2 separate regions of the Oryctolagus cuniculus genome follow, and region 1 is linked to region 2. Evidence: chromatin contacts called from public Hi-C data. All regions are on one chromosome and are shown on one strand. The core of a region is the stretch at or near the end of the contact, and the rest is flanking DNA. Distances in the headings are between cores, read along the strand shown. Region 1 holds the start of VPS11 (VPS11 core subunit of CORVET and HOPS complexes). Region 2 holds the start of DRC12 (dynein regulatory complex subunit 12 homolog).

Evidence for each region. Hi-C and Micro-C count contacts between places; a contact is called where the count stands out from the background.
Region 1: a contact with region 2 is called in a Hi-C map of an unstated tissue, with 2.8 times the contacts expected there. The contact joins the promoter of VPS11 here to the promoter of DRC12 in region 2. A contact is called at or near these places in 2 of 6 Hi-C or Micro-C datasets (ear pinna and an unstated tissue).

Annotation. Positions count from the first base shown.
Region 1 is chr1:111,239,865-111,247,423 of mOryCun1.1, forward strand. It overlaps VPS11 (VPS11 core subunit of CORVET and HOPS complexes), which reads right to left and starts at 4,884. Exons shown (of 15, transcript XM_051837700.2): 1 at 4,725-4,884. HYOU1 (hypoxia up-regulated 1) reads left to right here and starts at 4,998. Exons shown (of 26, transcript XM_070079414.1): 1 at 4,998-5,097; 2 at 6,064-6,160; 3 at 6,355-6,448; 4 at 6,631-6,709; 5 at 6,823-6,977; 6 at 7,061-7,137; 7 at 7,414-7,559. The coding sequence starts at 6,070.
Region 2 is chr1:111,108,943-111,115,633 of mOryCun1.1, forward strand. It overlaps DRC12 (dynein regulatory complex subunit 12 homolog), which reads left to right and starts at 5,075. Exons shown (of 8, transcript XM_008250507.4): 1 at 5,075-5,136; 2 at 5,222-5,294; 3 at 6,575-6,656. The coding sequence starts at 6,587.

The DNA.
Region 1 (7,559 bases), core at 3,634-6,133, 130 kb after region 2:
TTTTGGTACACAAATTATTGCACTTGCCTGTGCTACAACCTCATAAATGTAGTCACTGAACATCCTAGAGAGGAAAAGTATAGTTTGGTATTATTTCATCAATAAATTAAGTGAAACATGGTCATGAAATCTTATCTTAAGTAAAGTTTCAGCCGGCGCCGTGGCTCAATAGGCTAATCCTCAACCTTGCGGCGCCGGCACACCGGGTTCTAGTCCCGGTCGGGGCGCCGGATTCTGTCCCGGTTGCCCCTCTTCCAGGCCAGCTCTCTGCTATGGCCAGGGAGTGCAGTGGAGGATGGCCCAGGTGCTTGGGCCCTGCACCCCATGGGAGACCAGGAAAAGCACCTGGATCCTGGCTCCTGCCATCGGATCAGCGCGGTGCGCCGGCTGCAGCGGCGGCCATTGGAGGGTGAACCAATGGCAAAGGAAGACCTTTCTCTCTCTGTCTCTCTCTCTCACTGTCCACTCTGCCTGTCAAAAAAAAAAAAAAAAAAAAAAAAGTAAAGTTTCTCTTGGTCGGGGCGCCGGATTCTGCGGATTCTGTCCTGGTTGCCCCTCTTCCAGGCCAGCTCTCTGCTGTGGCCCAGGAGTACAGTGGAGGATGGCCCAAGTGCTTGGGCCCTGTACCCCATGGGAGACCAGGAGGAAGCACCTGGCTCCTGGCTTCGAATCAGTGCGGTGCACCGGCCACAGTGCGCCAGCCACAGCAGCCATTGGAGGGTGAACCAACGGCAAAGGAAGACCTTTCTCTCTCTCTCTCTCACTGTCCACTCTGCCTGTCAAAAAAAAAAAAAAAAAAAAAAAAGTACAGTTCCAAGTGTGTGTAGAACTAAGCAGGCTTTTTTTTAATGTGCTTTCCCAGGCACACGAGTAGGGAGCTGGATGATAAGCAGAGCAACCAGGACTCAAATAGGCACTCCAATATGGAATGGCAGTATCCTAAGTGCCAGCTTTACCCACTGTGCCACCACAATAGCCCCAGTTCATCTTGTCTTGCTGGAAATGGATTCTCCCCCTATCTAGGGTTGTAGCAAAATGGGGTTTCTTTACCATAAATAATTTTTTTCTCTGACAAAATAATTTAAATTTTTTTACTTGGGTATAACACATGTACAGTGAAGTTACATACTACAGCCCACTGAAATTCCATAAACTCGATCCACCTCTTGCAACCGGAAATGAGAACACTGCCAGTGCCCCAGAAGCCTGCCTCCTGCCCTCCTGTAAACTCCTGGAGCAGAACTATCGTGCCGTCACCACTGTAGCTCAGCTGTATCTGCTTTTACACTTATTTTTTTTTTAATTATGTTTTTTTTCTTGACATGCAGAGTGGACAGTGAGAGAGAGAGAGACAGAGAGAAAGGTCTTCCTTTACCGTTGGTTCACCCTCCAATGGCCGCCACGGCCGGCGCACCGCGCTGATCCGAAGGCAGGAGCCAGGTGCTTCTCCTGGTCTCCCATGGGGTGCAGGGCCCAAGCACTTGGGCCATCCTCCACTGCACTCCCTGGCCACAGCAGAGGGACAGAATCCGGCGCCCCGACCGGGACTAGAACCCAGTGTGCCGGCACCACAAGGCGGAGGATTAGCCTAGTGAGCCACGGCACCGGCTGCTTTTACACTTATATAAGTGAAATCAGACAATACATACTCTGGCTCCTTTCACTCAATGTCATGTGTGTGGACTTCATTTAAGTTTCAACAAGTAAAACAGACCATTTATTCCCACTGAACATAGAATACACAATTCCATTATGTGAATTCACAATTTATTTCTTCATCCAGTTACTGATGGGCATTTGGGTAGTTTTCAGTTTGGACTATTATACATAAAAGTGGCTATCAACAGTCTCTTGGCGACTATGCTTGCATTTATTAGATATAAACCTAAGAATAGGATTGCTGGGTGACAGCTGATTTTTAAAAATTCTCCTGGCCCAAGATGTCCACTTTGATCAACACTGCCTTAAACCCATCACGTAATGTTCGTGGTTTATTATGTATGCATACGCCCTTGTTAATGTGTTCATTTTCAACTTGTTAGTTCAGCAGATGTCCTGCAAGACAGCAACTCCCACCCCTGCCCCGTGGCTTTCTGCACAGCAATGGGGACGGGATGTCGCCCTGAAATGTCAGTAACAAGTTATTCTGGACAAGAACTGTGGAATCCACCTGCCAAGGCCAGCCTAAATCACATGTCTTACATAAAAAATTTCCCATTGTTTTACGGCTCATTCTTGTGAAGCACAATTCTCTCTGGTCAGAGATCAAAACAGGTGTCTCCCCAGAGCACCTGCACCTGCCGCACCTCCCATGGGGATGGCTACCTCATTTGAGAACTGTAGCTGCACTAAAGTGCTCCCACCAACCTATCTTGGGGTTCCGGGGGTGGGAGCTCTATCAGGAACAGGGAAGACTGACTTTGTTAATTTTCTAATCTGCAATTATCTAACATGTCTTTAATAAATAAAAACAGATTTTTAATAACCATTAACATATTTGCTTCCCAATAGATCGCGGACTTCTCTGAGAGCAAGAACAAACTCAAACCATCTCTGGGTTGCCACCCATCTAGCACAGCGCTTGCTTACACAGAAGCCCCGTCAGTGTCACAATGCATAGTCTTTGTTTGAAATGGGTTGAAAGAATCTACTGGATAGCTGGCCAAAAGTGGAGTCAATTATTGAACAGAATCTTCCTCTGTGGAATTGAATTGACAACTCAGATGTTCATGTTGGCCAAACAAACTCCATAGCATGGAATGTTCTACAACAGTAAACAGCAATGAGTCACAGTGACATGGAAAATGCTCCAGGATTTATTATTAGCTAAAGAACAGCAAACAAATGTAACTGCATAACATTTTATGGTTTAAAAAATATAAATGGGGGACACCCTGTGGTGTATTAAGTAAAGCCACCGCCTGTAGTGCTAGCATCCCATATGGGTGCCAGTTTTGAGTCCTGGCTGCTCCACTTCCAATCCAGCTCTCTGCTGTGACCTGGGAAAGCAGTGGAAGATGGCCCCCAAGTCCTTGGGCCCCTGCACCCGCATGGAAGACCCAGAAGAAGCTCCAGGCTCCTGGCTTCAGATCGACCCAGCTCTGGCCATCACAGCCATTTGGAGAGTGAACCAGCAGGTAGAAGAGCTCTCTCTCTCTCTGCCTCTGCCTCTCTGTAACTCTGCCTTTCAAATAAATAAATTAATTTTTTAAAAATCAGTACATGTTTCTTTAAAAAAAAAAAAAAAGAATTATTTTATTTATTTGAAAGTTAGAGAGAGAGGTAGGGCCAGAGAGAGAGGTCTTCCACCTGCTGGTTCACTCCCCAAATGACTGCAACAGCCAGAGCTGAACTATTCCAAAGCCAGGAGCTTCTTCCACGTCTCCCATGTGGGTGCAGGGGCCCAAGCACTTGGGCTATCTTTACTGCTTTCCCAGGCCTTAGCAGAGAGCTGGATCGGAAGAGGAGCTCAAACTGACGCCCATAAGGGATGCCGGCACTGCAGGCTGGGGCTTTAACTCACTGTGCCACAGCACCAGCCCCAGTACATGTTACAAAAGAGACTTACTATTAATGCAGAGGAAAAGGCCTAGAAGGCCACATACCACATTCCACAGTGCTAACTGCAGTCACATTCAGAGTATGGGAGGTTGCAGTTGGTGTTAAGGATTTAGCTGTAGAGAATGGATTTTTCTTCCAAGGTTATTACATTTGTGTATTATTTGTGTAATTGAACTGTTAACATTTTAAATGAAATTTCTCCCAGTTTTTCTAGTATCTGAACACTGAACTATTCCAAAAATAGCTCTCTCCCTGGTTCTGCCAGTAGGTTGATCTTTCAAGCATAGTTACCTGGCTATGTCCACCTAAGCACCATGAAAAATGTAGAGCAAGGAACAGATGAGGATTCCTTAAACAAGCTCGGATTTGACAAAGTGCTGCCCACGGCAGCCAGGACTCTAAAGAAAGTCCTGGCAGACCGATGCAGTGTCGACTTCTCTTATGGGCACTGGTTCCAGTCCCGGCTGCTCCACTTCCTATCCAGCTCCCTGCTAATGCACCTGGGAAAGCCGCAGAGGCTGGCCCAAGTCCCTGGGTCCTCACACCCACATTGGAGGCCTGGAACAAGCTCGGGGGCGCCTGGCTTCGGGCTGGCCCAGCACCAGCCATTGTGGCCATCTGGGGAGTGAACCTCTCTCGGTCTCTGCCCAACTCCGCCATTCTCATAAATAAGTCTGTAAATAAAGCAATAAATCCTGGCATGGGTTGGGTCACATTTTTAAAGAATGCGCCCTCTAAGGGCTGCGAGGCGCTTTAATTCTCCCACAGAAGCAGTTAGAGATGGTGCAGATTTAATGCAACAGAAAAACGGGGGACACGCGTGCTCACCGCACTGTAGCCTCAAATAATAAAAATGCCTTTTGTCTGTAGCGCTTTACAGTTTGGGGTTTTCTTTCGTATACGAGGGGGGTTTAGGGTAAGGAGTCCAGGCCAAGTTCCGCCACTAACACATCGGTTATCCCTGGCCCACCAGCGAAGTCTGATTTATGGCTTGTTTTCTCAACGAAACAGGGAGGCTGGGGCGGACCAAGTCCGCGGCGCAGCCATTCTCAGATGTCCATCCAAACCCGGCCAACAAACGCCTCTTCCGCATGGCCGCGGAGGGGATGCTGGTCACTGCCGGGGCTCCCCAGGGGACCCAGAGGTCCGAGTGCGGGACCGACCTGCTCAGGACTCGCTCCAGGTGCGGGTCATTCCCGAGCCTCGCTGCGATGCACCCAGCGCCGGGGCCGGAAAGGATCCCCTAGGCGCCGCGGGGCCGGCACTGGCGAGGAGGGAGCGGACGCGCCGGCCCGTGACGTGGCCCAATCGGCTGCCGGCGCCGGCGCTCTCACCCCAACTGGCGGACTGGCCCCGCGGCCGCCTCCGGGACACCGCGGGGACGGAGAGGGGGCGGGCCTAGGACGTGGCCCAATGGGAGCGCGCGCCGGGGCGGCGGGGGCGGGGCCGGGCGCAGGGAGCAGGGCCGGGCGGCGGCGGCTCCAATGAGCGCGCGCCGCGTCCGGGGCCGGCTGGTGCGCGAGACGCCGCCGAGAGGTTGGTGGTTAATGTAACAGTTTGCAAACCGAGGGGAGTTGTGAAGGGCGCGGGCTGGGGGGCGCGCTGCCGGTCTCGTGGGTACGTCCGCGCCGCATCTGACCCAGAGCTGGGGCCGCAGGAGCGGAGGCAGGAGGTAGCAGGGGTGGGGATGCAGCCCCGGGGCCGGCCACCTCTTGTAGGGAGGCAGCGTGCTGGCTCCGGGGGCGGGTCGGTACCGGGAGGGAGGGCCGCACGGACGCTGGTGCTCTCGGCCCCGCGCCTCGGGCCCCGCCGCCGGCCTTCGGGCCGCCCCCGCGCGCTGAGGGTGGCCAGGACCCGTTTCCGGGCTTGGGCGCCTCAGCTTGGGTCAGGTGAGGCTCAGGTGGACAGCGGATACTCGATACCCGCCTTGAGAGCAACCTTAGGGCTCCCGGCGCAGCGTCTGTGTGGGCTGCGGGGCCCCGCGAGTGGGATGAGGAAGGGGAGTGGGCGGGAGCCGCAGGGATGCCGAGGAGACGGGCCCCTTCCATCCCAGCCACCCCCAGCGTCATCGCCTTTCAGTTCCCGTGCAGGCCCTGGCCGGCTTTGCTCGCTCGCGGGGAACTCCAGGTGTGGAGAGGTGGTTGAGCCCTGGCCAGGGATCCCCGGCCCCACCCCGGGTGTCTGACAGCCGGGCCCGGTGCTGGGTACACGGTTACTGCCTGGAAGGCTCCGGTCTCCTTCCTTCCGGCCTAATATCTTCTCTCGGGGATGTGATGGAGCCCAGGGCCCATGCTGTTTTGCCTGGGCCTTGGTGTGGACACTGCTGGGGATGCCTGGAGAGTGGTTGGCACTCATCAGGAGGTGGAAAGGGGGTATAAGCTGCTGTGCCCTGGGCGAGAATGGAGTAGGTACGAATCTTACCGTTTCTCTGGTCTGGAAGTGGCTGTGTCTCCATCACTCGGGGCATCCGGTTACCAGTGGTTTTTTTTCCCTCCTCCCCAGGGCATAATGGCAGCCACAGGCAGGAGGCAGAGGCTGAGGAGGCCAGCCTGCTGGGCCTTGATGGCTGTGCTCTTGGCAGACCTGTTGGCACTGAGTGGTACGTACGGGGTCTGAGCCAGTGTCACACGGTGGGAAGGGGGCTCGAGGCGCCTGGTCAGAAGTCTCTTGGGTTGCAGGACCCAGGCTTTCTCCTCTGTCTCTTGCTGTCTTATTCTCTGTGTGGAAAGTGGCGGAGCCTCCGTAAGACAGGGAGGGAGGCTCACCCACAGACCTCTGCTCCCCTGTCCCCAGACACGCTGGCAGTGATGTCCGTGGACCTGGGCAGCGAGTCCATGAAGGTGGCCATCGTCAAACCTGGAGTGCCCATGGAAATCGTCTTGAACAAGTGAGGCCGGCCCCAGGGCGGGGGTCAGGAGGGAGGGAGCCCGGCCTCCTTGTGGGTGTGGGGTGGTCCTTGTAGTACCCACAGCCGACAGTGGCCTCTGAGTGGTTGATTGTATGTGAGGTGCTGAGGTTCCTGAACCCACATGTGCTGCAGACCCTGGGTTCAATATCTGTTTTCCCCAGGGAATCTCGGAGGAAAACCCCGGTGATGGTGACCTTGAAAGAAAATGAGAGATTCTTTGGAGACAGTGCAGCAGGCATGGTGAGCTGCCAGCACCCATTCCCAGTTGTGGTCTGGCCCCTTATCCGTGTCTGACGGAGGTGGGCACCCCTGGGCTTGAGACCCTAATACTCAGCCTCCTCCTCACCTCACAGGCCATCAAGAACCCCAAGGCCACCCTGCGTTACTTCCAGCACCTCCTGGGGAAGCAAGCAGACAACCCACATGTGGCTCTTTACCGGACCCGTTTCCCGGAGCACGAGCTGAGCTTCGACCCCCAGCGGCAGACTGTGCACTTCCAGATCAGCCCGTGAGTGCTGCGCTGGCGCAGGCGGGCTCCTCACGGTGCGTGCTCGTGGCTTCCTTGCCACCAACTACCCTCCCTCTCCCCAGGCAGCTGCAGTTCTCACCCGAGGAGGTGCTGGGCATGATTCTCAACTACTCCCGCTCCCTGGCTGAAGATTTTGCTGGTGAGTGCCAAGGTGGGACCCGTGGCAGCCAGATCCCCCAGGAGCTAAGGCAGCAGTTCACAAACGGGCAGGAACATCTGGCTATGTCTGAAGACACACCTGGTTGTCACATCTGGCCTCTGGTGGGTGGAGGCCAGCGACGCCGCCCAGCATCCCTGGAGTGCACAGGACAGACCCCAGCAACAGTTACCTGGCCCTGAGTGTCAGTAGCGCTGAGGGTGGAAATCCTCATCCAGGCGTGGAGCTGGTGGGACCCTGTTCTCTTGTCCTCTGCAGAGCAGCCCATCAAGGACGCGGTGATCACCGTGCCGGCCTTCTTCAACCAGGCCGAGCGCCGGGCGGTGCTGCAGGCTGCTCGCATGGCCGGCCTCAAAGTGCTGCAGCTCATCAACGACAACACCGCCACCGCCCTCAGCTACGGC
Region 2 (6,691 bases), core at 3,825-6,324:
GCTGCATCCCACATGGGCCCCAGTTCAAGTCCTGGTTGCTCCACTTCCGATCCAGCTCCCTGCTAATGCTCCTGGGAGAGCAGCGGCAGATGGCTCAGGTGCCACCCACGTGGGAGACCTGGATGAAGCTTCTGGCTCTCTCCAGCTCTACCTTTCAAATAAGTGAATAAAACTTTTAAAAAGGAAAACGACGAGGAACACGCGCGCTGCGGGCTGCTGGATGCCGTCCCTAGGCCCCAGAGAGGCTTGCGACACTCAGGCCCTCTGACCTCGTGCAAGCAGAGTTCCCTTTTTCGGTTCTCGCCCCCTCTGCTCCGCAGAGACTGGTTCCCTTTCTGGGACTCGCTCCCGGCTCGGCACCGCACCGCAGGTCCGGCGGGCCCGCCCCCAAAGCTGCGAGCCCGCGGCAGCGCGGGGGACAGAAGGCAGCTCCAGGCACTTCCACTTCTCTAAAAGTTCCGCTGGGAGAACTTCGAAAATAGGAACTTCCCTTCCAGAGGGGCCCCGCGCCCCGCCCCGACTCGCTGCGCCCGGCCTCGGCTCTGGGCGCTGGCCGGCGCACGTGTGTCTCGGGCTCGGCTCTGCCCGGCTCCGCCCTTCCGCGAAGCCCTGGACAGCCGACCCGGCCTCAAGTAGTTGTCATGGGCTCTGCAGGAGAGGACAGCGTCTTAGAACTCAAGGGCCTCGCAGCCGGACGTCCTACTCTTGCTAAGCAATCGCTTTTATCTAAGATTGACTTTGGAGTCAGCGTCACTTCCTATTAATCAGTAGAATGCCCTTTGATCAGTTCGCACCTGGAAACAGAAGCATCCACCGAGGGATTCCCCGTTATCTCCAGAATAAAACTCCCGTGGGGGTCTAACTGCAGAGTGAGCCCCTTCTACTTCTATACGATTCCCTGATCCGTATGTCCCTCAATGGGGCACTCACTGCACCACAATTCTTTCTCCCCACCACTACGCAGAGCAGCCTGCCCGAAGTGTGCACCTAAAATCCAAGCCACTCTTCAAGCTCCACTTGGAATACTGTCCTGGCCACACATTCCAGCTGCAAGCAACCCTGCCCTCTCTGATTTGCATACCCACTCATGTCTTACACCCATTGCGCCTTAACATGTGCAGTGCCGGCTGGCCTTTGGATCTTCTGCAGTACCTAGCGCAGTGCGCATGCAGGAGGCTGTTTTTCAGAGTCGGACGATGTTCAGCTAAGACAGGGACCTGTGGAGCGGGTGTGTGCTTGTCCAGGTGTGCACTACACATTTGGCATATAGTGAGCTCCAGTGAGCTCTGCATGGCCTGGAGATGGATCACGTTCATTTTGCTTCCAATGCAGCACATCATGTTTCTTCTAACCTATGTATGGCTGGTCTGTCTTACTTGAATCAAAGAGAAAGAGTGGGCTTTGGCTCCACTGTACCTCTTCAGAATGCCCCATGGGTAGGCTCCGTTCAGGACAGAGTCCTACAACAGTGAGCTTTCCAAAGATGGGGTTCATGCGAAAACAGCAACCTTCTTCTCCCAACTTTTATTTGGCTTTTTTTCAAAAATGTCCCAGAGGGGCCCGGCGTTGTGGCGTAGCAGGTTAAGCCACCACCCGCAGTGCCCAGTTCTAGTCCTGGCTGCTCCACTTCTGATCCAGCTCCCTGCAAATGTGTCTGGGTTGTGGTAGAGGCTTGGGCCCCTGCCACCCACGTGGGAGATCCAGAAGCTCCTGGCTCCTGGCTTCCGAACAGCCCAGCCCCGGCTGTTGTGGCCATTTGGGGAATGAGCCCAATGGGTGGGAGACCTTTCTCTCTGTCTCTCCTTCTCTCTTTCTATAACTCTGCCTTGCAAATAAAAAACAAAAAATGTCCTAGAGCTGGTGTTGAATTGTTGATCACGACGTTATTCCCACTCTGGGTTTTGTTAGAGCTGGTTCATCTGGTGCCACTTCACCCCAAACCACATCCTCCTTCTGCACCTGAACGTCAGTTAACTGAACGAACTTGGAAAGGAAATGCCCCTCTGACACGACACGGTGCTTGTATCCCATAATCCTTAGCCTCGGGATAATTTCCTTCACCAGCTAAAGGAGACACACACCGTTCCATGGGAAAAGTCCCCACAGGAGGGGCACAGGAACCCACACTGAATTTCAAGGCAGAGGGAGGTGGTTCTGGAGGGAGGATAAATGGAAAACACGTTTCAAGATTAGAAGAAGCCGGCAGCACTGTGGCACAGTGAGCTAAGTTGCCAGCATGCCACTCCTGAGTGCTAAGAGTCCAGGCTGCTCAGCTTCTATCCAGCTTCCTGCTAACGCGCCTCAGAAATCAGTGGAAGGAGGGCCAAGTGCTGGGGTCCATGCACTCACATGGCAGACCTGGATACAGTTCCTGGCTCCCGGCTGTAGCCCGGCCCAGCTCCAACCACTGCGGCCATTTGGGAAGTGAACCAAGGGATAAATATTTTTCTTTCTCCTTCCGACACACTGCCTTTTAAAAAATGATTTATTTATTTACTTTCAAAATCAGAGTTACAGAGAGATCTTCCATCTACTATTTTACTCTCTAGACAACTGAAGCCAGGAGCTTCTTCTGGGTCTCCCACCTGGGTGGCAGGGGTCCAAACACCTGGGCTATCTTCAGCTGCTTTTCCCAGGCCATTAGCAGGCAGCTGGATTGGAAGTGGAGAAGCCAGGACATAAACCGGTGCCCCCATAGGATATTGGCACCGCAGGGGGAGGCTTTACCCACTATGCCATAACACCAGCCCCCCACCCACCCACCCAGTGCCTTTCAAATAAATAAAAATAAAACTTTAAAAAAGTTTTGGGCCGGTGCCATGGCTCACTTGGCTAATCCTCTGCCTGTGGCGCCAGCATCCCATATGGGTGCAGGTTCTAGTCCCGGTTGCTCCTCTTTCAATCCAGCTCTCTGCTGTGGCCCGGGAGGGCAGTGGAGGATGGCCCAAGTGCTTGGGCTCCTGCACCCGCATGGGAGACCAGGAGAAGCACCTGGCTCCTGGCTTTGGATCAGTGATGCGCCGGCCATGGTGGCCATTTGAGGGGTGAACCAACAGAGGGAAGACCTTTCTCTCTCTCTCTCTCTCTGTCTATAACTCTACCTGTCAAAAAAAGAGTTTTTAGATTTATTTATTTATTTATTTGAAAGATAGAGTGCTGCTGTGGCCTGGGAAAGTCCTTGGGTCCCTGCACATGTGTGGGAGACCCAGAAGAAGCTCCTGGCTCCTGGCTTCAGATGGGCACAGCTCTGGCCATTGCAGCCATCTGGGGAATGAACCAGTGGATGGAAGATGGCTCTCTCTCTCTCTTCATCTGCCTCTGTCTCTCTGTAACTCTGCCTTTGAAATAAATAAATCTTAAATAAATAAATAAACTAGAAGAAAGAATAAAACTATTAAAAAACACAATAATGATTTCAAAGGATTATATACTTTTTTAAAGATTTATTTTTATTTATTTGAAAGACAGAGTTACAGAGAGAGGTAGAGACAGAGAGAGAGTGATGGTTCACTCCCCAGATGGTCTCAATGGCCAGAGCTGCACCAATCCGAAGCCAGGTTCCAGGAGCTTATTCCGGGTCTCCCACATGGGTGCAGGAGCCCAAGGACTTGGGCCATCTTCTACTTTCCCAGGCCATAGCAGAGAGCTGGATTGGAAGCGGAGCAGCCAGGACTTGAACCAGCGTCCATATGGGATGCCGGCACTGCAGGCAGGCAGCGGCTTTACCGACTACACCACAACACTGGCCCCCTGACAGTCCCTATTCCTCAGACTCATTTTTCCCAACCACTGTGACTCTAGCGAGATGCTAGGAAGTACCTCAAAAAGGGACTCAGTCCCACACTGCCCAGAGATAATCCAAAATAAAAAACCTTGTGCAGATACTGTGGCGTAGAAGGTTAAGCCACTGCCTGCATGGCGGGCATCCCATATCAGAGTGCTGGTTTGAGTCCCAGCTGCTCCACTTCTAATCCAGATTCCTGCTACTGCGCCTGGGAAGCAGCAGCTGATGGCCCAAGCATTTGGGCCCCTGTCACCCATGTGGGAGACCTGGATGGAGTCTTGGGCTCCTGGCTTCGGCCTGGCTCAGACATGGCTGTGGTTGGCATTTAGGGAGAAAACCAGATGGACGATCTCTGTCTCTCTCTGTATCTGTCGTTCTGCCTTTCAAATAAATGAAATAAATCTATATAAAAAAAAAATTTAGCAGACTTGGGAATACAAGCGAGTCCACTAGAGGGAGCCCCAACCAACTCTATGGTACAGGGAGCCCCTCAAGGTAGTTTCTGAAAATCAACCACCTAAAGGCAATAGATTCAGTGGGTGCAATAAGACAGTCATGTAAATACCCAGTCAAGACCCAGGACCTTCAGAATTTACCAACTCCGTGATGTAAAAGGCAGGAAGCAGGCTAAACCAAGTTAAATAGCTTCCACCTCCAGAGAGGGGGCCTGTGCTGCAGTTTTGGTCCCTAACCAGTGTCCATCCCGCCAAGCCAATACCCCAGAGTCTACGGGTCCTCACTCCTCTGTGTCTCATTTTTCTGGAAGTCTGCCCCAGCACCTGCTCCTGCACCCTGCAGAATGCCTTGCCGAAGGGACGCTTCCGGTTTCAGCACAAGGTCATCTTGCAATAGGATCTCAGGATGTGGATCGTCCAAGACGGCTGCCATCACGCTTTTCCTCCACATCCGCACAACAGTGTTGTCTCAGCCGTGCAAATCTGTCATTTCTGAGTCTCCAAATGACAGCACCTACGTGGAAGTGAATCACAGCTAGTTTGCTCCAAAGCCCTTTCTTTTCAAACTATGCTTAGGATTTGTGGATGAAAGGAGAACTACCTTTCCCAGACCTTGGTCTTTTAGGCATTGTGAGTTGATCTGGCCTATTGCACCTTCTCATGAACTCCATGTTGCTCAGTTGCCTGGGCAACATGCAACCTCCAGAAACCCAACCTTCCAGTTCTCAGTCCAGCCCCCTGAGGAAAATGTGCTGCCTTGGATTGGCTCCCAGGACGCAGGCTCCTCCTCAGGCTCCTAGCTTATTGGGCCTTCTCTCTGTCTCTCCCCACGAGTGGCTCACTCTACAGGGAGACCCAACACAGGCAAGAGAGGGTCTGACAAGTGGTGGAGGTGAGGTAAGGATGAAGGCAAGAGGGAGGGGACAGCTATGGGAATGTATCTTCGCCAAGAGAGCTGAGAGTAACAGCTTTCTGTATGCAGTGTCTTCCCCACTGACCCCAGCCCCGCCTGAGGCTCCAAGGAGACCGGCAACTGAAGCTTCTGGAAAGTAAAGGTTTGTGGGAAATGTAATTAAAAGACAAGCTTATTTTGGTGCAAAAAATTCTTCCAAGTATATTTGAGGGATGTTCAAAAAGCTCATAGAACATGTGTATTGTGAAAAAAAACTGTGGGCCGGTGCCGCGGCTCACTAGGCTAATCCTCCGCCTGCGGCGCCGGCACACCGGGTTCTAGTCCTGGTCGGGGCGCCGGATTCTGTCCCGGTTGCCCCTCTTCCAGGCCAGCTCTCTGCTGTGGCCAGGGAGTGCAGTGGAGGATGGCCCAAGTGCTTGGGCCCTGCACCCCATGGGAGACCAGGATAAGTACCTGGCTCCTGGCTTCGGATCAGCGCGCAGGCTGCAACAACCATTGGGGGGTGAACCAACGGCAAAGGAAGACCTTTCTCTCTGTCTCTCTCTCTCACTGCCCACTCTGCCTGTCAAAAAAAGAAAAAAAAAAAAAGAAAAGAAAAAAGAAAAAAAAAGAAAGAAACTGTGAATGGATTTAACTGTATTTTCTATTAACTTTTTTGTTCTTTTGTTGTTGTTGTTGTTCTCATTTCTCCCTTAATTGTAACTATGTTGAGAGTCAGAGAGAGACCGACAGAAAGACAGACAGAGGCCCCATCTGCTGGTTCACTCCCCCAATTCCCCTAATGGCTGGGACTGGACCTGGCCAAAGCTGGGAGCTGGGAACTCAGTCCAGTTCTCCCAAGGGGGTGGCAAGAATCCACCTGCTTGAATCACCCTGCTACCTCCCCGAGTCTCTGCAGCAGGAAGCAGAAGTCAGGCGCTGCAGCCAGGAGTGCAGCAGGCACTCTGATATGGACTGTGGACGTCTTGACCACTAGACCGAATGCCCAGTCTGTATCCCACGAACTTTCTAAAGTACCATTCGAGTGCCAGTTCAAGTCCTGGCTGCTCCACTTCTGATCCAGTTCCCTGTTAATGTGCCTGGAAGGCGGCAGAGAATGGGCAAGTCCTGGGGCCCCGGCACCCACGTGGGAGATCAGGGGTCCAGACTCCTTACTTCTGCCTGGCCCAACCCTGGCCACTGGGGCCATTTAGGGACTAAATCAGCAGATGGAAGATCTCTCCTTCCACCCCCTGCCCCAACTCTGGCTTTCAACTAAATAAATATTTTTTTGAAATAAATAAATCTTTAAAAAAGAAAGACTTGTGTCTTTAAAACAAGAGAAAGGGGCAGACTTGGAAAGCAGACTTCTGACCCTCCCAAGACTCCTGGTTCAGGATCCCCTTGTCCAGATTTGAAAGCAAGGTCCCCTCCCTCCATCAGGACAGCAAGGAAATGCCACCCAAGACCAAACAGAAAGGCAGGAAAGCCGGCGTGCAGAAGAAGAAAAAGAACCCAGGGCCGGGTGAGTCGTCGTGGGTGGGGGTGGGTGCCCGTTTC